Linked DNA regions of Mus musculus: regions 1, 2, 3, 4, 5 and 7 are each linked to region 6. The links are chromatin contacts, called in public HiChIP or PLAC-seq and promoter capture Hi-C maps. All regions are on one chromosome and are shown on one strand. The core of a region is the stretch at or near the end of the contact, and the rest is flanking DNA. Distances in the headings are between cores, read along the strand shown.

Region 1 (3,270 bases), core at 234-2,733, 420 kb after region 6:
TTCACCTAAAAGGAAGGAAGCAATGGCCCTGGTTCCTGGCCACATCTGCACTTTATCTGGCAGACCCAGACCTTACCAACGTTAGGCCAAAGCTGGGGACTCCCAGCTCTTCTGCAGGAAATCCCTAGGCTGTTCTTGAGTTCCATTACACATAGGCCCCAAGACCTCAGAGGGTTTCCCCAGCGTTACATTTGCTATTTCCTAGACTTTGAATAGTGAGTTATGCTTTGAAGACTTCGCTCATGCTTTTATTACGCATGAGCCGCCACAGGAGACCCTTTCTGCCACCATTTACCACGAACCTGGTGCATATGTGTGGGGACCCTTCCCACCTTGACAGCCTCCATGGGGGCACATGCCATTAAAACCTGGGAGCCCGAAGATACCCTGGCTACCCCTGAAAGGCTCAATCCCTCACCTTGATGGTCTCCATAGGGCACACGACTACCACTGCTTCTGCCACGCCGGCACCCAGACCGCACAATAGTCCTCTCCTGCTGTCGAGCCTACCTTGGGCATCCCGCATGTGGTTGCTGAGGAACTCGAACATCCCAAACCTAATGAAGAAGACATGTGAGGGGGCCCGCTGCGGCCACTCCCTCCGGGTCGTTTCAACAGAGCAGAGTCTCACCTGACAGCCGCCTTGGGGATGGAGCCGTAGAGCAAGGAGCTGAGGCCGCGGTACAGGCCCAGGACGCCATGGCTGCGGACAGTTTGCCGCACGCAGTCTCCTACGGGAGGCGCGGTCAAGACCCTAGCTCCTCTGCTCCGCAGTGTCCCCCTAGCCACCCCCGGGAGTCCCTCCTTACCGATGCCCCGGTACCGCGGTGGGTTCGCTCGTTCATCTAGCTGCAGCTGCGTCTTCACGTATTCGGTCGGGAAGGTGATGCAGATTTCGATGCCTCCAGCCAGGCCGCCTGTGGGGACCAAATGCCTGGGGCTAGGGACACCCTTGCCCGGTGGACCCAGCCGCTACCGCTGCCACCGCTGCCGCCGCCGCGCGGCCCCTCCCCCGCCCGGACTTTGCCCGCGTCGCTGCCAGCGTCCCGACGATGCCCACGCCCCCACCCGGTGGTCTCCGCCTGGAGTGCCCAAGAGACTCTGAGCGACAGCAGACGAGTGGACTTAGGGGTCCCGGGTCGCAACCCCGACACCTCCGCCCCTCCGGAAGTTGGGCGGGGCCTGGGCGTCCCCGGCCCACCCGGAAGCGCTGTCGGACAGGCTCTGAGTTGGGGTTCCGAGTGACCCACCTGCTAGGATTGCCTTCCCGGGGTGCGTCAGTTTGGGCTTCCCGGACCCCGGCGCGGCGGCCGACAGAGCGCGGGGCCCGCGAGGCGCAGCCATAGCGGGCAGGAGGAGAGGCGCCCGGCGTCGACCTCGGGTCCGAGCCTCCGGCGCGGGGTTCTCGGGAAGCAGCGGAGCCGGAGGCTACTGAGACCACGACCAATTCTGGTCCGGGAGGCGGGGTGGTCACGTCAGCTCCCGGGCTCCGCCCCGCGTGGCCTGAGCTGAGCCCCGCCCACGCCACGCCCCGTGCCAGCCGGGAAACTGAGGCTTGGGCGGGATGCACTGGGGCACGCGTCGGGGCGGAGAGCTGAGAGCAGCCAATGGCCGGTGCTGGATTCCGGGGAGACGGAGAACCCCGCCGGAGGCGTGGTCTCCGGACAGCAACGCTAAGCCAAGGCGGGTAGCAGTGGGTCAAGGTGCAGTTTAGAGACACGTGCGTCTGGAGCGCGCCTTGGGGTTAAGGTGGGCCTCGAGATCCTGGGGGCGATGTAGGGACACATCCACCCCGGTGCGTGAATTCAGTCTTCTGAATTATTGTAATAACAGAGCTTGGCCTTCGTGCACCCTCCCGGGCAGTGCGATGATCACTCTGCCCTTCCCGGATTCGTCCGGAAACAGAATTTTCCTAGGCAGGTTCCCCCGACAAATGCAGGTTTCCCTTCCTTTCAGTTTCTAGCGAATCTTTGAAGGGCCTATTAAGTTGGCCTTTGTCCCGCCTACCCACACAATCACCAGGCAGAGCTGCTTTGCTCTGATAAACATGTTTTAATATTTATGGTCGGCAGGAGGCTCAAAGTCTTGAGAAGTCTTTGTTGCCACACATATCCTCAAAGCCGCCTGGAGGGGGCAGCCCTAGCCGGCTTGGGGTGAAGCTCCCAGGAGTCTTTGCAGACCTTTGGAGGCCTAAGGGTCCACCTCCCTGCTGTCTGAAAGGAAGCAGTCGCTGGGGGTGGTCAGTGATCTCCCCCAGCTCTGGGTTGGCTCAGAAGCTATCACAGGGCTTTAGCTAAAACAGAGTGCCCAGATATTGTACCTCCCAGTTGGAGTCCTTTGTGATTCCTTTCCCAGAAAAGGTTAAATGGGTTGAGGGTTGGGTGTGGACACATTACCCAGTATAAACAAAAGCACTCAAAGGAGGCTCCTTGTAGGCAGGCGCTGTAGAGTATTAATAGGGTAAGCCTGTAGGATAGCAGAGGAGAGCCTATAGCTAGTCTGGCTTCTGCTGGTTTTTTTTGGGGGGGGGGTCGGGTTGGGGGATTGTGGGTTGTAGTACTTGTACTGAATGCCATTGTGTGGTCGAGGGGCAGAAGGAACAGGATCAATTCCACTCATCAGAGCCTAAGGCACTGGGCCAGCAGATGTCTGGAGGCAAGGAGTATGGGGATGGCAGTTGGGGGCCAGTGGGAGGTTGGCCAGGCTAGAGGTGCAGCTGGAACACCCCCCCCCCCACACACACACACAACTGGACTCTTAGCTCAGGTAACAACAGCTGGTGAAGGCCAGCTGGCATCCTGTCCTCCTCTCCCACCAGTGTTAGTACTCACTACACCCAGTATATTCAGGATACAACAGCCTCTGAGGGCTTGTTCCATGCAATCCTGGGTGGGCTTTCAATTCAACGCCCTTTCTAGCACACGTGAGAAGGAACTCTCCCAGAGCCTGGTGGGTCACAGCAGCAGTCCACAGCTGGGCATGGAGGTAAGAAAAATGCTGGCTGTGCTAGTGTTTCTAGACACATGACTGCCACACTTGGTCACAACTGGGATCCTTCCCACCTCTACCTACCCATCTGGCACCAGGGCCCAGTGCCATGGATGGCCTTTGTCCCTCTCTACTTCAGGGTGCCAACTGCCAAACACTAGCACACATTAGAGTAAAAGCACAGCCCTCATGTGCTCTCCACATGTCCCTCTTGTTGCTCAGTCTCTCTCAGGCCCTGGGTTTGTCTGTCAGCAAGAGATGAGAGCACATGGTCTGGAGCTC
Region 2 (3,445 bases), core at 844-3,343, 360 kb before region 6:
AGCCTCTTGAGGTTTTTCTCAAGCAGGAGTTTGTCCCTCATAGGTGGCAGTGAGCCTATGCCTCTGGCACCCAGGTCACTGTCTTGGCTGTGGGACCCCAGCCATCCAGCTGTGATGCTGCTATGGGAATCAGACATGGAACTGGAGCAAGATGGGTAATTGTTTGGGCGTCCAGCACACAGGGTGGGCCGAGCACGGTGCCGGTGCACAGTGTCGATGCTGGGTCTGGCTCGAGATCGATGCCTACTACTTGGCACCTCCACGGGGTCTTGAATATCCACCAGTGGCACGCCAGCCTCTGTCTTCATGGCAGCCAAACGTTCTGTTGCCTGCTCCACAACTGTCTGCAAGCTGTCCAGTACCTGACCCTCCGTGAGGAAATCCAGGAAGCCACCAAATGCCAGAGGGTGCCTAAAGTTTTGCTGGTGGCTTTGGTGCTCTGAGTATTGGTTCATTGATGGTAGGTGTGGTACACGCCCAAGCTTGCAGGTTGGCCTCATTTCTGGCAACAGGTGCTTCTTGGGCAGCTGCATTTGAACAGAGAGGCTCGTCATAACAGGCAGGATGGCCTGCAATGGGTAAGGAGCTGTCTTTGCAGTCATAACAGGCAGGATGGCCTGCAATGGGTAAGGAGCTATCTTTGCAGTCCTCCCAGGGTCCCATTAGAAGCTGGTTGATACTGAACAATGAAAAAACATTTTTTTTTAGGCTTGTTAATGCTGACGATTAAACCCAGGGTCTTGAACATGGTATGCAAATGTTCAACCACTGACGTGCATTTAAAACTTTTTTTTGTTTTGTTTTGTTTTTCGAGACAGGGTTTCTCTGTGTAGCCCTGGCTGTCCTGGAACTCACTTTGTAGACCAGGCTGGCCTCGAACTCAGAAATCTACCTGCCTCCCGGGTGCTGGGATTAAAGGCGTGTGCCACCACGCCCGGCCTTTAAAACCTTTTGAAACAATTCTTTGTGTGTCCACACGCCTCAGCTGGAGTGTTGCAGTCAAAGGACAGCTTGGTGTAGCTGGTTCTCTCCTTGTATTGTGTGGATCTCGGAGACGGGCTGATCACCCCCAAGTCAGATCATCAGTCTTACCCACTGAGCTCTTTCATCAGCCCTGAATTACATTTTAGAATCAGGTAATCCTGGGTTTGAATCCCACCCAGCTCTGAGACCTTTGGGATGTGTGACTATTCTTACAATAGCCCTAATTGAGGGCTTCACTGCAAAGTATGGGTCTATTAGGATTGCCCTGAAGGTTCCCAATGCCTATATTTCATATATGCCAGCCCTAGCTGGGAGACTAAGAAGTGGAATTCTGTGTTCATGGTGTGAAAGTGCAATTATGAGAGCCCTCCACCCTCTCTGGAGAGCCCTTCTTCTCTGTCTCTAGCACAGACCTACACTGTTGTCACTGCTGTGCTACAGTTGGGGACTTGAGCCTATGTCTCCAGATTGAGTCCTCCTTGCTCCTTTCTCAGGGCTCCTAGTCCACCCAAGTGCTATCTGGGGCTAAGGGGAGTGGGAAGTGAGTGATGAGGGCTCTGCAAGCAGGCATAAGGGAAGGTGACACTACAATAAGGATTCCACCAGATGACCTGGTGAGCTCAACTGGACACAAGAAAGCAGTGGCAAGTGGTGGGCCAGCTGGATATACTTACCGGGGCCACATAGGTGCTGTGAGCAGCCTCGTCGTCAGCCAGATATCCTGAGTGGTGGCGGCACCTCGCCATGATGAGGATAATTAAATTTGTTTTCTGCTTCCTTTTTCAGGTCCCACAGCACAGATGCAGACTCCTCTGTATGGGGCGGGGAAAGGAAGTAAAGATAGGTCCAGGCCTCCATGGACCCCTCATTCCCTGTACTTTTGTCTTTCAGACATCCCAACTTTCCCTGCTTGGACCGGTCACTCATCTGTGGACATTCCCAAATCGCTGCCTTTTGTTTGCAACTGTGTCTGGGTCGAAGTGTGTGTCCGGACTTCCTTCTTTCAGACCAGAGGCACCCTGGAGACCTCACCTGCTTACCAGAGTCTCTGCTGTGCTTCTAGGGGTTCGCTCACTCAGCACCCTTTAAAGCTCTACCGCACAGAGAACTGGAATCCTACCCCCTTAGCATCCTAGGATGCTCATTTACATACCTTATCCTGATTGGACAGAATCTGGCCTCTCATTCACTAGCCTCCCCGACACAATGGTTGGGGGAGGGGCCCAGATTGGCTCCTCCCCCACCCGTTGGATTTTTTTTTTTTCTGTCCAGCCAGCTAAGTATAGTTCTTGGGGATGGTTATATTCAGCCAAGACGTCTGAATCTGGGTCTTGTTTCTCTAATTCTCAGGGCGGAAGCGATAGCCTCAATTTGTGATTTAAACACCTTCCTCAGCTCATTCCTGGACCTCCCACTCCGTTGGCTTCCTCTTAAGGATCCCTTTCCCTCATCAATGCAGTGTGGACTAGGCCGCATCTTCCTTTTCAAGTGAAGAGTCCTGGTTTTCTGAACAGCCTAGTTCCTGCCCCTGCTTTTTCTTACTAATATGACTTAGCCCCTCAACACCAGCTCCTCATAATGGAGCTGAGGACCCTTCCACAAGTGAGTATTACAACACAGTTTACACTATATGGAAGCGCCATATAAACTCACCTCTACAGTTTTCCTTCCTCCCTTCAATCCTAGGAAGCCTGTCATTGCCAACATACCCACAGCAAGTCCATCCTCCCCTGCCACATTTTTTTCTTCCTTGTCTAACAGCTTCACTTCTTTAGGGCAAGAATCAAAGCAGTTAGCCCTAATCCCTAATAACCCCATTCCTGATACAGTAGGTGCTGTAGAGTTTTCTCCTCCCAATCTGTGGTTCTCAGCGTTCCATGGCCTCAGGGCCTCTGGCCTTTCCAAAAGCAGTTTCTCAGAGGGCCCCAGTGGCTGAATGACACCCGATGGTTCAACAGTCACTATGATCAGACACAGCAGTGTTTATGCCAAGAACTTGGCTGAAGGGTTCTTCGAGGCCTCCAACCCTTATGAAACGTCACCAGGTACTGTTACAATCAAGTTCTCTCCCTTCTGCCTGTCACGCAGGCATCAGGATTGAGGAGCCCAGAGCAGGTCAGGCTTCAACTTGTAGGGAAGGGTTCCTGCCCCATCTCTCTCATGAACCTTCAGGTCTCTTAGCTGTAAAACAGTAGTAAATTACCAATATCATGGGCTTGAATCAAGAAACAGACATCCTATAATGAATGCTTCTCAGTTGGCAGAATGCTTGCCTAACATGCATGAAGTCTTTGGTTTAATTTCCTGTGCCACAAAAACCAGGCGTGGTAGCACATACCTGTAGCTCCAGCACTGGACAGGTGGAAGCTCTAGGATCAGACGTTCAAGGCTAGCCTCAGCTGAATGAATAGTGAGGTCAGCCTGGTATACATAAGACTGTTTCAAAACAGTATCAAGACAG
Region 3 (3,521 bases), core at 1,006-3,505, 400 kb before region 6:
AGTTACGAGCACTGGCTGCTATTCCAGAGGACCCATGTTCCCAACACCCACAGGGCAGCTGACAGCCATCTGTAACTCTAGTTCCAGGGGATCTAACACCCTCACACAAACATACATGCAGGCAAAACACCAATGCACATAAAATAAATCCTTTTTTCTACAGCCTTGGCAACTTTGGATATTAACCTTCCTTTTTTCCTCCTATAAAGAATAAGGTTGCTGGGCAGTGGCAGTGCACGCCTTTAATCCCAGCACTTGGGAAGCAGAGGCAGGCGGATTCTGACTTTGAGGGCAGCCTGGTCTACAGACAGAGTGAGTTCCAGGACATCCAAGGCTACACAGAGAAATTCTGCCTCAAAAAAAAACAAAAAAAAACAAAAAAACAAAAAACAAAAAAGAAAGAAAGAAAGAAAGAAAGAAAGAAAGAAAGAAAGAAGGCTATAGCACTTCCTAAGGAAAAGGCCTGAACTTGAAAGAGTTATATTTTTAAGTATTCTCCTCTAAGATGGAAGTATACTGTACTATGTTGAGTATATGTCCTCTTTTTATCAACTATGGACCGTCTCGTTATCTACTATAATGTCAGTGTTCTGGATAGCTCTGGATCACAGGAGACAGCATTCTTCAGGACCACCAGCATCCCCTTACCTGGCTTCCTGCCACCATAGAAATGAGTGTACTCAGCACAAGTGATATACCTGAGGAAGACAGAGCATGTGTTACTGGGTCCTGCCACGGACAGGACAGAAGCTGTAAAAGTAACTTATGACAGAACGCCCACTCACTTGTCAAATCACATTAAACATCTGCATTGTGTGGCACATAAGAAGGACAAAAGATGGAGAGATAAAGAAACATCAACAGCACCTTGTCCAGAAGGAAATGAACTGGACTTATAGACTATCTGACAGGAAGAGCTAGGCACACAAAGCTCTGGGGAAGCCCTTTACAGGAATAACACTTACTGAGGCTGGAACAGGACAAGCTGAATCTGTTCCAGAAAGGAGACAGCAGAGGAAGAGTGTGATGAGGTACGTAGCAGCAGAAAAAGACACAGAAGCAAGGACAGCGGCCGAGTCAAAAATGAGTCAAAGATCAAGGAGAGTACTCTCTATTTGCCTAAGTGTGATGGGAAGCTGGTGGGTGATTTTGAGCAGGACCCAGACATGATCTAACATAGCTCCAGTTGCTCTGTGCGGTTGTTCTTCTGTTAGGATGAGAATTGTCTTCAGTCTATATATAGTAAATCAGGGACCCACTATGTAACCACTGAGCTAGGATAAGAAACGGCAGGCTTAGGTGTGAAAATTATCAAGTTCCCTTTTAGCATACTAGTTTTGAAAAAGCTGTAAGTTTTCCAAGTGGAGAACTGAGTGAAAGCTGCTGACTTAGTGCAAGAGACTCTTTGAACAGATCCACCACAGGGATGAAGGAAACACCCCCGAGGTCTGGGACAAGGGGAGGGGAAGCCCAGCAAAGAGGAATGAAATAGAGATCATTCGCAGATTAAATTACTAAGCGCCAAGCCTTTAATCCTAGCACTCGGGAGGCAGAGGCAAGGGGATTTCTGAGTTCGAGGCCAGCCTGATCTACAAAGTGAGTTCCAGGACAGCCAGGGCTACACAGAGAAACCCTATCTTGAAAAACAAAAACAAAAACAAAAACAAACAAAAAAAACTACTAAGCGCATGTAAGATCTCACTAAAGGCTACTTTTGGAAAGGGAAGAAGCCCAAGGACTGAAAAGCTGGATACTAGATCTGGCAATACAGAAGTCAAAGATATCCTTGCAAGCAGCTAGGGGCGGGGAGCATCTGAAGAGACAACAGAAAACAGAAAGTACAGCAGCAGCAAATGGGAGGGGAACATGGAGCACGACCCGCCTATCTTCAACTTGAAGGCTGTCGCCTGTGTGTAGGCTCTCAGACTAGAGCCAGGACGAAGCGGACAACCAACTCAGGGGCAAAACTCGTTCGCAGAAAGGCTAGGGGTAGGGAAATCCCGGAAGTTAGTTAGTCCGGCGGTAGAACGCCCTGGCCCGCGTAGGCTGCACTGAGGGACGAGACCGCGCCTGTGAGAGCTGAGGCTTTCAGATGATAGCCTTCAGCACGGCGACGAGCTGAGACGAGAGACGCGACCCAACTTACATCTTGTCCTTCTGGTGCTGTCGCTTCCCCATGGTGGCAACAAACCGAAGAGACCACAGCAGACACTGACTATGGCGCCTCCGCTTTCTCAACTACTTCCGGAGATCGACGCACTGGATCCCGGAAGTTGGAAGAAAGCATTCTGGGAATTGTGGTTTCCAGGTGTCCAGGTGCTGGGTGCAGGCACCGTGCTAGGCTGAAGCTTGCTAACTTTGAGTAGAATCCACTTTTCCTGTCTCCCACCATACTGCGTTGCCTCCCCCAAGCCCTCAAAAACTTTTCTATGCACTGTCTGGCTACTTGTTCAGTCCATGCTATGCTAGGCAGACTCACTCAGACTCACCTCCTTTGTATCTAAAGATCTTCAACCTTTTTCACCTTCTCTAAAGCCATGTCCATGTGTATACTCAACTCTTCTCTCGTTCGGTCCCCACGCCCTTCAGGCCCATCAGCTGGCAGATGACCAAGCCCTCTCTGCTCCTTCTGTGGCCAGATCTTTGGTCTGGGTCTCATGTGCCGGGAGAATGGGTCCCAAGTCTCCTTTTTTTTTTTTTTTTTTGGTATTTCGAAACAGGGTTTCTCTGTGTAGCCCTGGCTGTCCTGGAACTCACTCTGTAGACCAGGCTGGCCTCGAACTCAGAAATCCGCCTGCCTCTGCCTCCCGAGTGCTGGGACTAGAGGAGTGTGCCACCATGCCCGGCCCCAAGTTTCCTTTTTAAAATTGTGTGTGTGGTTAAATAGTGGCCATGCCACAAGTGTAGAGCTCAGAGGACAAGTGAGGAGTTGGTTCTCTTTGCCAGACTTGCACAGCTCTTATTTGTTAAGGCATCTCTCCACCCTAAGCTGGGTTTTTGTTTGTTTTTGTTTTTTGAGACAGGGTTTCTCTGTGTAGCCCTGGCTGTCCTGGTGCTCACTCTATAGATCAGGCTGGCCTGGAACTCAGAAATCCACTGCCTCTGCCTCCCAAGTGCTGGGATTAAAGGTGTGTGCCACCACCGCCTGGCTGATCAAAGAATTCTTAATTTCCTTGTTCCAAATCTCCACTTTGATGCTAAATGGTATGTTCCATACCCTAACCCTAACCTCCTGATAAGATCTTCAACCAAATAATTTTAAGATGTCTTGTCAAATTCCTACATAAACATAAAACATTAGAAACCCCCTAGCCTTGCAGTTTGGGGGATATTAAAAAAAAAAATTCTCCTTTGAGACTATGCTCTCAAATCCTACTTTAGGGAGATAACCCTGTCTAACTGAAAATGCAACCAAAAAATCTGGGTCACTGGTCTGATTCTCATTTGGCAGGATTAACAAGGACCACCATCCACCCAGTTAGCCAAAGGCAGTCATCCTGTCAGCTTCTTACTTCATAACT
Region 4 (3,388 bases), core at 253-2,752, 310 kb after region 6:
GATGGTCTCACTATAGAGCTCTGGCTGGCCCAGAACTCTCTCTCTCTGTAGACCAGTCTGGCATCAAACTCACAGAGATTCTCCTGCCTCTGCCTCCCAAGTGCTGATATGAAAGGCATGAGCTACCACATGTGGATCTACTTTATTTTTCAAGCCAGGTTTCTGTGGATGGAGAGATGGCTTGGTAGAAAGTGCACGGACTGCTCTTCCAGAGGACACGGGTTTATCCAGTCCTAGGGGATCTAATCTACTTTTCTGGCCTCTGTGGGTACCAGGCACCCAGGCAATGCACTAGCATACATGTAGGCAAAGCACCTAAATAACAATTAAAAATTCACTGGGAAATGTCAGGGTCTCACTAGTTCAGCTAGACTGGCTGGCTGGAGAGCTTCAAGAGCCTGCTGGTTCCTGTTCTGCTCAGAGGTGGGCGTACACCTGTCCACTACACCTGGCTTTCACACAGGTTATGGAGGTGCACACTCAGGCCTTCACACTTGCATGGCAAAAAGCAGTTTACCCACTTACACATCTGCACAGCCCTTATTTTCTTTTAAAAGAAAATGCCAGCTGGGAGGAGGTGATGCACACCTTTCATTCCAGCACTTGGTAGGCCAAGGCCAGTCTGATCTGTGGGAAGAGTTCCAGGACAACCGGGGCTACACGGAGAAACTCTATTTCATAAATAAATAAATAAATAAATAAGACAATTTTTAAAAAGAAAGGAAGGAAGGAAGAGAGAGGAGAGAGAGAGAGAGAGAGAGAGAGAGAGAGAGAGAGAGAGAGAGAGAGAAGGAAAAATGCCTGTGTCTAGCTGCAAAAACTCTCATGGCTCTGGCCCCACTAAGCATGTTGGTAGGATGACTTCTTCCCTAGCCATGACCATATCTAGTAGGAGGGAATGGCTTGTGAGAGACTACTTTAAGGTCAAGCCAGGCTTTTTCACCTGGAGGGACAGTCGTCTGGCTCTGAGAATCTAGAGCTGATGACTTGGGAGAGTGGGGAAGTAACCGGCGAGTGTCACCCTGATTGACAGATTTGTTCTCCAGGGGTCAGTTGTATCACACACAGCTTTGCTATGCTCAAAGCATTTATGGGGTCCATGCCACTCGCCTTGGTATTCCCTGCATCCAGCAGGCTGCCAGGCATGGAGCTCAGCAAGCCCCTATTGAACTCCTCACAGTGCAACCTCTGGCGCTCCAAGTGTGAGTTCCAGCAGAAATCCTTCCCGCCCTGGAAAGCCTTCTCTCCCGGGGTGAACCTTCCTGTGTGTGGTAAGACAGTGGTTCTGGGTGAAGGTCTTGCCGCACTTGTGGCATTTGTAGGGCTTCTCGCCAGTTTGGCTGCACCATGAGGTAGGAGTACAAGCTGAAGGCCTTAACGCACTCGAAGCACCGGAACGACTTCTCCCCGCTGTGGGTGCGCTGGTGCACCCCATGTCCCAGGGGCAGCAGAGCCGCACTCGCAGTACTTGAAGGGCATGTCGCCGTGTGCGCCCTCTGGTGGAGGGCGAGGCCCGCGCGCCTGTGGGAGGCCTTGGCGCAGTCCCAGCACTTGAGTGGCTTGTGGCCACGGTGGATCTCCTCGTGCACGGTGAGCGAAGAGTGGCAGGCGAAGGCCTTGCCACAGCCGCACCTGCAGGGCCTCTCACCCGTGTGGCCGTAGAGGTGGCGGGTGAGGTGCGTGCGCTGGTTGAAGGCCTTGGCGCACTCGGCGGCGCATGCGTAGGGTCTCACCCCGATGCGCGCTGGGCGGTGCGTGCTGAACAGCGAGCTGCCCCTGGAGGCCTTCTCGCGGGCACCGCGCTTGTAGGGCCGATCGCCCGCGTGCACCGCGGGTGCGCGTTGGGGCATGAGTAGCAGCGTGGCTGCGCTGGTGCTCCACGAGGTCGGCGCTCCAGAGGCCTTGCTGCACTCGTGGCATCTGAAGGCCATTGCGCAAGTGCAGCGAAAGGGCCGGGAGCTTTGCAGGAATACCTTCCCGCACTGGCTGACTTGCTCTCCGCAGCGTCAGTGCCCACCCACCTCATGCTGTCTGTGCTCTCGTGTAGATTGCCTGGGCTCTTCTGACGGTTGCTGTGCTCTTTGGTGGTTCTGAGGCAGTCCCTTTGTGGACTGGATGTCCTTGCTGCATCTGGCAGATGAGTGTTCAGTGAGAGTGCCTTGATCAAAGGAGAGGGGGCACCCTAGAGGGACAGCCTCCTCAGTCCCACTGTGGCTGCCAAGGCTCTCCTTTATGAGGTCGCTCCCACTAGCAATAGGAGCTGGCTTCCACAGCGCAGCCTCGCTCCCCAGTGCAGTGTCATTCTGCAGCTCCCAGGCCAGGATACTACCTGGGCTGCCTCCCATCTGACCTGCCTGAGAATCAAAGCCTGATATAGCCCTGTATTGTAAATGTCCTCCAATTATCTCAGGCTCCACCTTCCAATCTCTAAGAGATTGAAGCAGAGTTTTCTGTACGGAGCAGAAGCATGGCCCTGGAGCTCAGACTGGGTTGCTGGACTGGAGTTGCAAATAAACCAGAAAATTAAATAGAAAACCAAAAGCACCCGGAAGTCCAGAGGCACAAAAGCAGAGTGCCCAAGTGAACCGCCAAAGGAACTCTTCCAGCTGAAGACCCAGCCAGGCTTCTAATCAATCCCCGAGGGCTGAGATCAGGATCAGGTCTCGGGATCAGGAGCTGATTCAGTCCCAGATACATCCACCCACAGATTGCACTGGCATAAACTCAAGTCTAAAAATGTGAGCCAGCAGTTCTGTGGTGCCTCAGGGGAAAGAGGACTGCCTCCTCTCACTCTTTAGTACTCCGTCCCAACAGCTGGCGCTGCTTGAACACATCAGAAACGTAGCAGCAGACCTCTTGATGGGTTTGCCTCCTAGGATGTCCTCTGTGGAGCTATCCTGTGAGGTAGTGCGTGTGCACAAGGGCTGCCCCAACCTCACTTTCCTTGCTCACCTCTGACCTCGGCAGTGTGCTATATCTGACTACTCAGGAACAACTCCACTGTTGCCTCTGACCGGGGAGATTCTCACCTTACTCTGCAGGAGTTTAGTTTGAGATAGAACAGTGCTTCTCAAAAAGATACAAGAAGTAGGCCTGGCATGGTGGCTCACATCTTTAATCCCACTGCTCAGGATGCAGAGGCTGTTGAATCTCTGTGAGTTCGAGGCCAGCCTGTCTACATAGTGAGCATAGGACAGCCAGGGCTGTGTAGAGAGACCCCTGTTTCAAAAAACAAAAATAAAACAATCATACAAGAAGTTGCATTTTCTCTTGGAGGAGACCAGACAACCAAATTAGATGGGTTGCACCCACTTATCTGCACTTGGACTCCAAAAAGGGCCTTTTCCACTACTGGGGTGGCCTCTGTGCTGCTGAGAGACTTACTTTC
Region 5 (3,504 bases), core at 856-3,355, 330 kb after region 6:
GTGTGTGTGTGTGAAGGTAAAATAGCTGAAAATAGCTGAAAATAGCTGGGACAGCAGTGGGAAGGGCCCAGCTGGAGGCTCTGGGAGATCTGGGGATGAAGAAGATGACCTACCATGAGGCCCAGCAACACTCCATCGCTTTGGCCCCCACCTCCTTGGTGGGGAGTTCCCTGGGCATCTGGACGTGAACTGACTGTCTTCATGGCTAGCTTCATTTATAGAGCGTCCCCTGCCACCTCCCTACATCATGTGTAGAGCCTCCTCTTCATTCACGAGGATTTGGACTCATCTGTGTATCCCATTGTTAAAGCTGCTTAGCCCATTTGTGTGCATGTGTTGGTGGGGGGCAGTGAGCTCTTCTGAGTTCTCTAAGTCTTTCAGAGCTGAAGATCCCTGGTCCCTCCACACAACTCCAAGTCCCTGTTTCTGGAAACATGTACGGGGCCACAGCCCCTTCCTCACCACCAACAGCACAGCCAGTATAGCAAACCCATCTGGTTGGCTCCGTGCATCCTCCATGCTCTGGTACTTTGTGTTCATGTGGACCATGTGCATCTAGGGGATACAGAACAAAGGTAGTGACCAGCTGCTCTCTGCTCCCTACGCCTGTCTTCCTTCTGGTCCACCCTGAACCCACCTCCATAGAGCCATGCTTCTCATCCAGGCTGTGCTCGGAGCCTTGGTGCCCTGGGCTGCCCCAGTGGAAGTGCAGCTGCAGTAGCCGGTACTCTGGTGACGGGAGCCCAGCCCCTCGGATGGCTGGGCAGTTCTGCTGACAGGAATTTACTCGAAGTAGCACTGAAGGCAGGGAGCACATGAGAGTTTTCCTCACCAGCAGACTCCCCAGGGTAGGAATAACACTGTCACTAGCAGTTTCAGTTATGAGGACCTTGACTTCTTTCCAGCATCTTGGCATCTGGACATGAACTGACTGTCCTCAGGGGTCATGGCTAGCTTCATTTATAGAGGGTCCCCTGCCACCTCCCTACATCGTGTGTAGAGCCTCCTCTGCTTTGTCCACGAGGATTTGGACTCGTCTGCGTATCCCATTTTTATAGCTGGTTAGCCCATTTGTGTTGTGTGTTGGGGGGTAGTGAGCTCTTTTGAGAAGCTGGTGTCTCAGCTCGTCTGTGGGTCCTCATCCCTGTGTATGGGTGAGGTTCCTGTAAGCTGTATGGAGTCCTGCTTCTGTGTGGCAGTCTCAACCTTATGATGCTGACCTGTGTGGCCATCGTTCTCCAGGACCCAAGGATCTTGAGGGGCTGAATCATAGCCTTGAAAGATGAAGGGCTTAAGAGTGTAGTCCCGCTGGACCAATCGAAGGTCAATGTTGATAGGGGACTGGGTTGGGCCCCCACAGGCAGGTGCTAGTTCCTTCCAGTGGGCAGGGCCTGAGAAAAGAAGGACTAGTGTCTGCAGCAGGGGTCTCAAAGGCAAGTCTGGGAGTACAACGAGGGATTCCATATACCCAGATGCCCTCCCTCTGCCCTCCACACACCTGGCTGCAGCAGCACCCATCTGACTTATAAGTCTGCAAGCATACTGGCCCACAGAGAGATAAGGTAGGAGGGTCTGGGACACGGCTGCATACTCATGCTGGGGACCATCCCAACACACACATGATCTAGCCACACCCATAGACTCACAGACCCTGACAGCAGACACACAGAATCACAGTGTCCAGTTCTTTGGAGCACAGGAGCTGACAGAGACCAGACAGATCCACATAGCCTGTTACAACTGTTCTCACCACACTTTGGGTCTTGGGAGTCGTAGCACCAGGTACCTGTAGACAGGAGGCAGGGGACCACTGTGGTTCTTTATAAAGTTCCATCTTGACCCCAGTCCAGGAATGGAGACAGGTTAGCCAGTAGAGGCTGTTCCCTTGTCAGTGCGTCTCCTCCCAAACTTGCCCCATCACTGGTAGGTAGGTGGTGTCAGGCAGAGCCTTGGTGCTCACCACTGGAGTCCACCTGTGCCGCCAGTTGTATAAGGAGGAAGCTGAGCAAGAAGTCCAGGGCCCACATGATGCTGCAGTGGCTGACTCCGGAGAACTGCAAAGTGGATGAGGAATGTACAGCCAGGCTACTTAGAAGGCTGCTCTGCATTCATTGGTAGGTGAACTAGAGGTCTGGATAAGCCCTGTGGACATGCTGAGGTGAGGCTAGAGTAGGTGGAGCCCAGGTAGAGCCACTAGGAATGGAGGTGGGCTGGAGCCTAAACTTCAGAGCTGCTGCAGCCAGTGTAACTGTTGGCATTTCTCCCGAAGGGCGTCTGGTTATTACTCTTACAGCAGTGAAAATGAGTAACAGAGACCAGGAGTGACATGCCGAAACCACCGTCAAAGAAATTAGTTCAAGAGGTGAGGGCACATTGGATCCTACTGCCCAAGACTTAGGCTAGGAGGCATGGCTGTTCTTTCTCATGCTACAAGTTTGAGATTCCAACCCGTTCCAAGTCCAGGTCCACATCAGCCTTCCTATTGATGCTCGTCTGAGGACTACCCTCCCAAAGACAAAGGTCTCAGGAGAAGCTGCAGCCCTCCTGTGGTGGGGATACTACAGTGGCTCAAGTCCCTGGCACTCTGGAGGGAAGTGTCTGTGCCTCCTTGGCTTCCTGATGTGCTTCTGCACATGGGCACCATGTCTGAGCAGGTTAGGCTGAACAATGACTACCAGGGAGTGGGCTGGAGGGCTGCCCCTCTCAGTATTCCAGTTCTCAGCATCTCTTTCCCATGGTATAGCTTAGTGGAAGAGTACTTGCTTAGCATGTCTCCTTGGATTCTCCCTCAGCACTGCTGGAGGACCAGGCTCTTCCTTGAAGAGAGGACAGGGAGGAAAGGGCAGTGTTGGCAGAGCCCCAGGCACCCTGCTTCAGATGTGTTGAGGGTAGAATGAAGCTCCTGTCCCCACCAAAGGCCTCAGCAGATCCTTCTTAACCCAACCCCTTGCCAGCCTTTGTGACAGCCTGCTGTAGTTACTGGCCCTTCTGAGTTAGGACAGTGAACTTGATTACAGCTGAAAGTCTGGTTCCTGAGTTTGACCAATAAGGGCTCTTGCATGTATGGGGTGCAAATACATAAACTCATGCACAAACACACAAAAACTATAAAAATTAAAATATTGTGTGGGGCATGGAGGTGCACACCTTTGTTGTGTGTAGTTTTAAAAAACATGCTACCACCTTGCCTGGGATTGCGGGGCGGGGGGGGGGGGGCCCGCTGCGCCACCAGCCACTCCTGGCTCCCTTTTGTTCCACCAGGCTTAGCTCCAGGATCCTCAAAACCAAGCCCTAAGCTGGCTTCCTTTTCTACCCACCTTTGCTCCAGGAGGGGATTGCATTACCAGCCCACTCCTGGGACCCTAGAATCCGAGGACAAAAGACACACACTCAGCCTTGTTACTTTAACTTGCCTGTTAAGCACAAATCTCTCCTGCCTGGGAATGCATGCCCTTTCCAATTTATTATCTCCATCTCTCCTTCCGCCCTAAACTTAGTGGCTTG
Region 6 (3,719 bases), core at 652-3,151:
CCAGAGGTGACTGATGGCTATGTGTCGGGGTAAATCCTAGAGTGGAAGACTCAGAGTGGATCTGATAAATGATATACTTTCTTTGGCCTTCTGTTTTTCCCTCTTGCCTTCGAAAAGGTTGTTTATGCTACACAGCAAGTACGTGCATTGTTTCTTGTTGACTGTTCTCAGCCTTTCTTCCCCAGCCCAATGACTGAACCCTCCCACCTTGCCCAAGTCCATTACCTACGGGGCTTTGACACAGATCAGTCTCTGCTGCTGTATTCAAGAATCATTGGCTCATGGTGCCTAGAGTGGGGAACCTGTCCTCTTCTGCCCTGACCCATCCTCCTCTCATTCCTGCAGAACCGGTGACATGTCTTGGCTCACAGGAAAAGGATCCTGAGCTCTCCTGTGGTGGACTTGGGCAGGCCTCTGGGGTACCAAGGTCAGAGACCAAGTCCTGGGGCAAGTGCCAACTCCAATTTCCCAGGATCCCTCACTGTGGAATCTGAGTCCTCCAAGGCTTGCCTTGACCTGTCTGCCTCGCCTCCAGCCAGGCTACCACAGCCTCCAGAAGATGGTCCATTCCTAATGCCTCAGCTGTCACTGACAGCTGGGTGTAGAGGCAGGACAGGCTCTGCCTTGGTTTCCTCTACTAGGACGATTTTCCCAGCAAGCCCCTTCAACATTACCTTAAAATTAAAACGCATGTCTCAGCAGAACTGTGTCCTAGTGTAATTGGGCCGACACTTAGAGCCAGGCATGATGTGACACATCTGTAATAGTGGCACTCAGGACAGAGGCAGGAGGGTTAGAAGTCTCAGTCTTTTGTTTTTTTTTTTTAAAAAAGCTTCACAAGCCAGAGACAGCTTTTGTATTTGTCCACTTAAGAGAGGTGGGAGCTGGGTCCTGCAGACTCCATGCTGCCACAGAAACCTGAGCTCAGACCAGGAGGTGGTGGCGCACACCTTTAATCCCAGTGCCCGGGAGGCAGAGGCAGGCAGATCTCTGAATTCAAGACCAACCTAATCTACAGAGTGAGTTCCAGGACAGCCAGAGCTACACAGAGAAACCCTGTCTGAAATAAAACAAAATGAAAATCACCTCATTGTTATTAACTCACAAATACACTCTGCTAGATTGCAGTAGTCACTCAAAAACCTATCCAGTTGCATTCTGTATATCTCTAGGTTTTGTTTTTGTACAGTTAGGATAGCCATTGTGAAGCTGCTCTTGACTTTTACTATTTTACATTTATAAGCTCTTACCAAAAAAATATGAAACTAGACCAACTGACATTATATCCATTTCACTACATGTGTCCCTTTTGCCTGAACTTCCTGAATCATTTCACGGGTGATTCAGCTGGCAGCAGACTACAAATAAAACACACACACACACACACAAATTGTGGTGTAGCCTAGTGGCAGAGTGCATGCTGATCAAATCCTAGGTTCAAAACCCACAGCAAAACAGAGAAAGGGGCTGGAGACATGGCTCAGTGGTTAAGAGCACCAGCTGCTCTTCTGAAGGTCATGAGTTCAAATCCCAGTAACCACATGGTGGCTCACAACCATCCGTAATGAGATCTGACGCCCTCTTCTGGTGCATCTGAAGACAGCTACAGTGTACTTAGATATAATAATAAATAAATCTTTTAAAAAAAGAGAGAGAAGGAGGGGGAGGAAGAGAGAGGAGAGAAATAAATGAAGATACTGCTCTCAACTGAGAACCCAGAGGTGCCCCGCCATCGAGAGTCCCAGACAAGAATGCCAAGAGAGAGCAGAGGGGGAGCAGTGAAGATCAGGTTTGGGGAGCACAAACAGAAGGTGGACAATTGAGCAGCTCGCTTGCAAGTCCGAAACCTCATCCTGGAGGAGGGCGGGGGGATCTTCCGGGAGACAGCAAAGCCCGACTACAAGGCATGCCGGGAGCGTGTAGCTCGCCGCTGCCTTGAGAATGTCAGTGGTTTACTATGGTCTGAGTGCGTATCCTGAAAGAGGAAACCCAAATCGAGACTTGGCCAGAAATACTTTCCAGAATGTGATGTGCTCGATATACGATAATGCGAGGAGCCGGGCTGCCAGGTTCCTCGATAGCGAGCCGCGTCGCGGGAAGCGCGAGGTTTGTCGGGAGGCCCGACAAACCGGCCGGAAGTGCTACACCAGCGGCGCAGGGCTCTCTGGGAAGTGTAGTCCTTTGGCTCTGCCCGGGCGGTGGCCGTGAGTCCTGCAACCTGGCGGCCTATCCAGCCTGAACAAGGGATGGCTGGCTCCGGAGGCCCCATTGGGTCCGGGGCCTTGACAGGAGGGGTACGCTCCAAGGTGGCTCCGAGCGTGGACTTTGACCACAGCTGCTCAGACAGTGTCGAGTACCTGACGCTCAACTTTGGACCCTTCGAAACAGTGCATCGCTGGCGGCGCCTCCCGCCCTGTGACGAATTCGTGGGCGCCCGGTACGACAGTGTACAGGGATCCTGAAGGCACTGGTAGTAGGGACGAGAGCTGGTCTTAGGACGGGCTGTAGGGACGAAATCCCGTGTGATGTCTTGGAGTATAGATTGGTCGTTCCCAAAGCTGAGTTCCCAGGGAACAGCACCGTAGTGATTCTAGGCAGGGTACCAGACTTGTGTTTCTGAGGATCCTGTTTGGGTCCCTGAGCTGTGAGGTATGAGTGGGAAGTCTGAAGCGTCCCCGATGTATGTCCTTGCTGTCTGAAGAACTGAAGGATCTCTATAGATCTTAGCAGTTGAGAGGCTTTGTCCAAACTTATGTGGTAGCAACCATGTGTGTAGTCCCATTTCTTGGGTGCCAGCTGGGAGAGTTCCGGTCTCACCACCCTTCACCCCTTCTTTCTTTCTAGGCGCAGCAAGCACACAGTCGTGGCATATAAGGATGCCATCTATGTGTTTGGTGGAGACAACGGGTGAGTTTGCCTGTTTTGATGGAAGTGGTGGCAGGGGATGATGACAGAGAGAGACAGAGGATGGGAGTCATTAGCTATGCCTTGTGAGCCTCTGTTTCGCCATCTGTGTGGTGCTTTGCCCTTGATTCCCATGTTACGGTGAGGAAGACCCTACCCCTAAAGCCCTTTTATCCAGCATTCAAACGGCAGCCTGTGCTAGGTTCATGGAGATATCCTTGTGTTGAAAGAGGAGACAGCTTTGGAAGAAACATGCTAGCCCTACTGGCACTTTTCTTCTTTCCCTACACTTCTCTCTAGGCTTTGCCCAAATTTTTGTTTTGTAACATCTCTTATGGGGGGAGGGGCGCAAATGTGGAGATCAGACAACAGCTAGCAGGAATCATCTTTCTCCTTGTATGGGTACCAGGGCTTGAAGTCAGGTTGCAAGACATGGTGGCAAGTCTTGTTGAGTCATCTCACTACCTCTAAAACAGTTTTATTGATGCTGTACACACATTTGGTGGAGATTTCCCTGTGTTGCTTTAACCTCCTGGAAAATAATATTCCTGGAAATGACCTAGTAAGCACATCTCCATGCACATAGACTTCCACCAAGTAAGCTGAGGTTATGTGTTTACATATGACTCCCTCCTCTCAGGCCTAGAACCTGGCCTAAAGCCCAGAACAGGCACTATAGCCTTGGTCCTGTAGACTACATGAGGTAGCTGACCTAGAGCAAGTGAGATTTTTCAGGTCTATTAAGACATACAAACTTGGCCATGACTGTCTGGGATTTTAGCTCATTTCCACAGCCTCTTTCTCCAAGAGCAGTT
Region 7 (3,525 bases), core at 398-2,897, 380 kb after region 6:
AAGAACTCACATGTCCTTTCTGAAATGCTCTCAGCCAGCTGGCAGGATATAGGAACAGACTGGCAAGGGGCATTGGACCTCACCTGCAAAACTGGACCCAACAATCAGAATGGGTTCACTGTATGCAGAAGTATACAAACATGTTTACCAATATGTAAAAGGTAAGAACCCACAAACCCTTTAGCCTGACAAGAGAATCATATCCACAAGGGTTCCTAGCGGGCTACTTTACAACCAGTCAGTTCACTATGCAGAGCAGCTGGCTTTTCCCTTCCTGGAGCCCAGGGAAACGCTCTGTTCAGTTGAGTGTTGTCTTGGGCTTGGTCACTGAGGCTCTGGCAGACATTTCCACATGGGACAAAAGCACAAAGCCAAGCATTGAAATATGTTGCAGGATGGGAGCTGAGATAGGACACTGCTGAGGGTGCACCCACCTGTTCTGACACCCAGTCATGATGTCACCCATAGAAGACTTGCCTGGGGCATTCCTTCATGGGAACCTTCCTCTGCTAAAAGCATTAAGAGCTCTACTTACCACCGCCCTAGTACAGAGGAGTCTCTGAAAGTTCACAGACAAGACATCCCTGCTGGGATCCCTAAAGGGACAGTGAGGCTGTACTGGTATTCCTGTGCCTGATGGATAAATTGACCTGGCTTTGTTGCGGAAGTAGGGTGCAGTGAAGGTTTTTTTTTGCAGGGGGGGGGGCACAGTTCAGAAGTATCTGAAATAAGCAGAAAAGGGACCTGAGGTTCCCCACCACACAAAACTCCAAGGGAGTATCAAAAGTAGTTAATCACACCACACAAAGCACTAAGTGCCAGGCACCGCTGAAAGGACTCTCCCCTGCACCTGGTACTCAGTTTACTCCCAGTACCTCCTTTGGGCAGGGCTGGACTTCTGTGATAAAGCGTTTCACTAAGTGGCAATGAGCAACCAGACATCGCTGTCCAGGGCTGAAACGCTGGCACTAGGCCACAATTGGGCGGACACTTGGGGCACCAGGTGCCTCCACAAGCTGCTTCCAAGACTTCCACTCAGCCAAGCAGAAGGGTGCGCCCGAGACGCAGCTCCTGGCCAGTGGGTCCCAGAGCACGCGGCGCTCGGTGGACCTGGGTCTAAAGGCAACATCCTCGAGGCTCCGAACCCTGGTACACTCCAATTTGTGCCAGGGCAGGGGACGCCCAGAGGCCCGCGGCCAGGCCTCGCCTGTGCCGGGCCGAGGAGCAGTAGCCCCCAGCAGCCGCGGGGGAACGGACGTCCGCAGCCCCACCCCCGACCGCGCCCCCACCCTCAGCACCGCGCACCTGGCCGCAGCGGCTCGGTGACAGTGAGAACCAGCAGGAAGAGCAGCAGGAAGGCACCGCTGTCTGCCTTGGGCACCATTTATCCTCCGTTCATCGTCCCCGGGGCAGCCGCGTGACCCCGCGGGGAGGCCGGACCTGGCCGAGAGGAGTGGGTGAAGGCCGGACTCCGACCTGGGGCTGAGGGGCGGCAGGCGAGGGATCCAGCTGGGCCGCGGCAAGAGAACGCCACCGACTCGCGCGCACTCTAGGCCGCAGGAGCGGGATGAGATTCCGGCTCGCGCAAGATGGCGGCCGTCCTGCTCCGGCCCGCGCCACCCCGCCTCCGGCCCGCACTAACCAATGAACGCCGAGCTGGGCGGGGGGTGGGGTGGCGGAGGGAGGTAGGACCCGAGCTCCAGACGCGGGGCGGGGCATGAGCACGAGAGGCCTAGGGAATGAGCGAGTGGGCGGGGCCAAGGGCGGGGCTAGCAGGAAATGAGGCGTGCCATTGGCTGAACCGAGAGGTGGGACGCAGCCTTGGCAGCGAGGTACCAAAAGGGGTCCCTAGTGCTGGTAGGGTCACAAGGACTGACAGTGCTGGCGCCAGGGTCTGGGGTGGGTAGGAGTGGGGAATCCGGGATTAGTGAATTGAGGAGGTATAGCTGGACCTGAACGATCTTTACTCCTGGAGGCCCAGGTCTGTCCCAGTGCCAACATATTCCCTAAAGTGGTCTTCTAAACGCCGAACGGCTGTGAAGAAAGTGAAGAGCTCTAGTGAAAATAAAGGACCAGCAGTCTCTGTGGATCAGGGAATGGCACAAAGAATATCAACAGAGGAGGAAATGGCTTAATGGATGTCAGAATCTAACAGAGAAGCCCAGAGTCTCTGGACCAGATCTGGGGAAGGAGCTGCCTATACAATGGAGAAAAAAAGCCCAGGCAGAGACAGGGCTAAAGCCTGGGAACAAGGCTCCACATGCTAAACTCACACCTGCCTTCATGAACAGCATGAACGTGGAAGGAGAGACAGCAAATGAAAAACCAATCTGTTCAGGGGAAGGAAGTGAAAAGTGGGGAAGGCCAGTCACCTCCAGCATATCTGACTCACTCTTATTGCCCCTCCACCAAAGTCCCAGGATTTCAACCTACGATAGATACATGGAGCCATGAGTGAAAGATGCTAACTTGTTATAGGTAGGTAAAGTCAAGGTCAAGTCGTCAGACATTCCAACTTTACCAGGTCTTGGCCCAAGATGTTGGACATAGGACTTGTCACAACAGATGGGGGGTTCCTTGCTGGCAGAAGCAAGGGTACCTGTCCAGTGCTGCTCTGGGCACTCAGATAGTTTTATGGCACATTCCCAGCACTGAGTACAAGATCCAGGCCTAGCCTTCTGCCCCCATACCCACCCCCACTGCAAATCTGCCCTGGGAGCTCAGCCAGAGCTCTGAGTTGGGCAGGTCCTTTGGAGGGAACTCAGCCAAGTGCAGTCTTCCTGCCAACTGTCCACCTGCAGAGCCGCCGTTAAGAGTCCAGGAAAGGTTTGGAAGAGAAAAGAGCAGGACAGGAAGTGAGAAGTCTGGCTGAGCGGTACAATGAAAGCACAGAGTTAACTCCTTAACCCACCACCACCACTACCACCACTGGGCCAGGAGATAAAGAACCTGAAGTCGGCCCAGGTCTGTCTCAGGGCCCAAAACACATTCAAAAGTGCTCTTTTAAAAGGTGAAGCCCCAGGCTGGTGAGATGGCTCAGCAGGTAAGAATACTAACTATTCTTCCAAAGGTCCTGAGTTCAAATCCCAGCAACCACATGGTGGCTCAAAACTACCTGCAATGAGTACATCTGAAGTCAGCTACAGTGTACTTATAATAATAAATAAATCTTTGGGCCGGAGTGAGCAGCAAGCAGAGGTCCTAAAATTTCAACTCCCAACAACCACATGAAGGCTCACAACCATCTGTACAGCTGCAGTGTACTCATATGCATAAAATAAATAGATAAATCTTTTAAAAAAAAAAGGTGAAGCCCCTTACCTCAGGCTGGAGCCAAGCACAAACGAGTTTGTTCACCTTCAGTATGCTCCAGTACACTGACAGACCTTCCAGGTTCTAAGTCCAAGCACCCCAGGCAATAGCCTCATTTCCCCCTGGGCATTACTCCTTTGTGACTTCACCCACTGAAGTCACCTTCTCAGTGACTTTAAGGGTTACCTGTGTAGACAGAATCAAGAGCTGAAG

Evidence for each region. Promoter capture Hi-C pulls out the DNA fragments that hold promoters and counts their contacts. HiChIP or PLAC-seq counts read pairs in DNA pulled down with a chosen protein or histone mark. Capture Hi-C pulls out chosen DNA fragments and counts their contacts.
Region 1: a contact with region 6 is called in a FOXA1 HiChIP or PLAC-seq map of pancreatic cancer cells. The contact joins the promoter of Slc25a1 here to the promoter of Lztr1 in region 6. A contact is called at or near these places in 1 of 39 promoter capture datasets (erythroid cells), 2 of 484 Hi-C or Micro-C datasets (natural killer cells and regulatory T cells), 2 of 115 datasets of contacts at active chromatin or transcription factors (memory CD8 T cells and pancreatic cancer cells) and 3 of 9 other capture datasets (adipose tissue, liver and pancreatic islet).
Region 2: a contact with region 6 is called in a promoter capture Hi-C map of hematopoietic stem and progenitor cells. The contact joins the promoter of Ccdc116 here to the promoter of Lztr1 in region 6. A contact is called at or near these places in 13 of 39 promoter capture datasets (the C10 cell line, the HPC-7 cell line, cranial neural crest and 8 more), 2 of 484 Hi-C or Micro-C datasets (embryonic stem cells and erythroblasts) and 5 of 115 datasets of contacts at active chromatin or transcription factors (the SCID.adh cell line, embryonic stem cells, memory CD8 T cells and 1 more).
Region 3: a contact with region 6 is called in a promoter capture Hi-C map of liver. The contact joins the promoter of Ppil2 here to the promoter of Lztr1 in region 6. A contact is called at or near these places in 1 of 39 promoter capture datasets (the HPC-7 cell line), 5 of 115 datasets of contacts at active chromatin or transcription factors (the SCID.adh cell line, embryonic stem cells and large pre-B cells) and 2 of 9 other capture datasets (liver and pancreatic islet).
Region 4: a contact with region 6 is called in an H3K27ac HiChIP or PLAC-seq map of extraembryonic endoderm stem cells, with 5 times the contacts expected there. The contact joins the enhancer-like site here to the promoter of Lztr1 in region 6. A contact is called at or near these places in 2 of 39 promoter capture datasets (embryonic stem cells and hippocampal neurons), 1 of 484 Hi-C or Micro-C datasets (regulatory T cells) and 4 of 115 datasets of contacts at active chromatin or transcription factors (extraembryonic endoderm stem cells, fetal liver, memory CD8 T cells and 1 more).
Region 5: a promoter capture Hi-C map of liver shows a contact between it and region 6, with 2.3 times the contacts expected there. The contact joins the promoter of Car15 here to the promoter of Lztr1 in region 6. A contact is called at or near these places in 5 of 39 promoter capture datasets (the 3T3-L1 cell line, cranial neural crest, hippocampal neurons and 1 more), 1 of 115 datasets of contacts at active chromatin or transcription factors (embryonic stem cells) and 3 of 9 other capture datasets (adipose tissue, liver and pancreatic islet).
Region 7: a contact with region 6 is called in a promoter capture Hi-C map of liver. The contact joins the promoter of Dgcr2 here to the promoter of Lztr1 in region 6. A contact is called at or near these places in 1 of 39 promoter capture datasets (liver), 1 of 484 Hi-C or Micro-C datasets (CD4 T cells), 1 of 115 datasets of contacts at active chromatin or transcription factors (memory CD8 T cells) and 1 of 9 other capture datasets (liver).

The regions. Positions count from the first base shown.
Region 1 is chr16:17,926,736-17,930,005 of GRCm38.p6, forward strand. Slc25a1 (solute carrier family 25 (mitochondrial carrier, citrate transporter), member 1) reads right to left here and starts at 1,484. Exons shown (of 9, transcript NM_153150.2): 1 at 1,251-1,484; 2 at 810-917; 3 at 632-731; 4 at 419-557; 5 at 1-5. The coding sequence starts at 1,344.
Region 2 is chr16:17,142,353-17,145,797 of GRCm38.p6, forward strand. It overlaps Ccdc116 (coiled-coil domain containing 116), which reads right to left and starts at 2,094. Exons shown (of 5, transcript NM_001373948.1): 1 at 2,025-2,094; 2 at 1,659-1,796; 3 at 1-527. The coding sequence starts at 1,730. It overlaps LOC115488656 (a long non-coding RNA gene), which reads left to right and starts at 2,519. Exons shown (of 3, transcript XR_003951945.1): 1 at 2,519-2,586; 2 at 2,814-3,029.
Region 3 is chr16:17,108,997-17,112,517 of GRCm38.p6, forward strand. It overlaps Ppil2 (peptidylprolyl isomerase (cyclophilin)-like 2), which reads right to left and starts at 2,256. Exons shown (of 21, transcript NM_001252444.1): 1 at 2,147-2,256; 2 at 649-698. The coding sequence starts at 2,178.
Region 4 is chr16:17,814,004-17,817,391 of GRCm38.p6, forward strand. It overlaps the pseudogene Zfp520-ps. Among named protein-coding and RNA genes, the nearest start is that of B830017H08Rik, 17 kb to the right of the region's middle. Within about 2 kb of position 1,503, at least 112 of the 459 cell types and tissues checked have an H3K27ac peak or open chromatin away from gene starts, as enhancers often do. A contact at or near this core is called in extraembryonic endoderm stem cells, fetal liver, hippocampal neurons and 1 more, where this site is marked.
Region 5 is chr16:17,836,081-17,839,584 of GRCm38.p6, forward strand. It overlaps Car15 (carbonic anhydrase 15), which reads right to left and starts at 2,106. Exons shown (of 8, transcript NM_030558.2): 1 at 1,961-2,106; 2 at 1,751-1,786; 3 at 1,221-1,391; 4 at 638-798; 5 at 463-555. The coding sequence starts at 2,027.
Region 6 is chr16:17,506,782-17,510,500 of GRCm38.p6, forward strand. Lztr1 (leucine-zipper-like transcriptional regulator, 1) reads left to right here and starts at 1,902. Exons shown (of 21, transcript NM_025808.4): 1 at 1,902-2,437; 2 at 2,845-2,907. The coding sequence starts at 2,247. It overlaps Aifm3 (apoptosis-inducing factor, mitochondrion-associated 3), which reads left to right. Exons shown (of 20, transcript NM_001291070.1): 19 at 118-138; 20 at 346-701. The coding sequence ends at 385.
Region 7 is chr16:17,890,081-17,893,605 of GRCm38.p6, forward strand. It overlaps Dgcr2 (DiGeorge syndrome critical region gene 2), which reads right to left and starts at 1,648. Exons shown (of 10, transcript NM_010048.3): 1 at 1,306-1,648. The coding sequence starts at 1,384.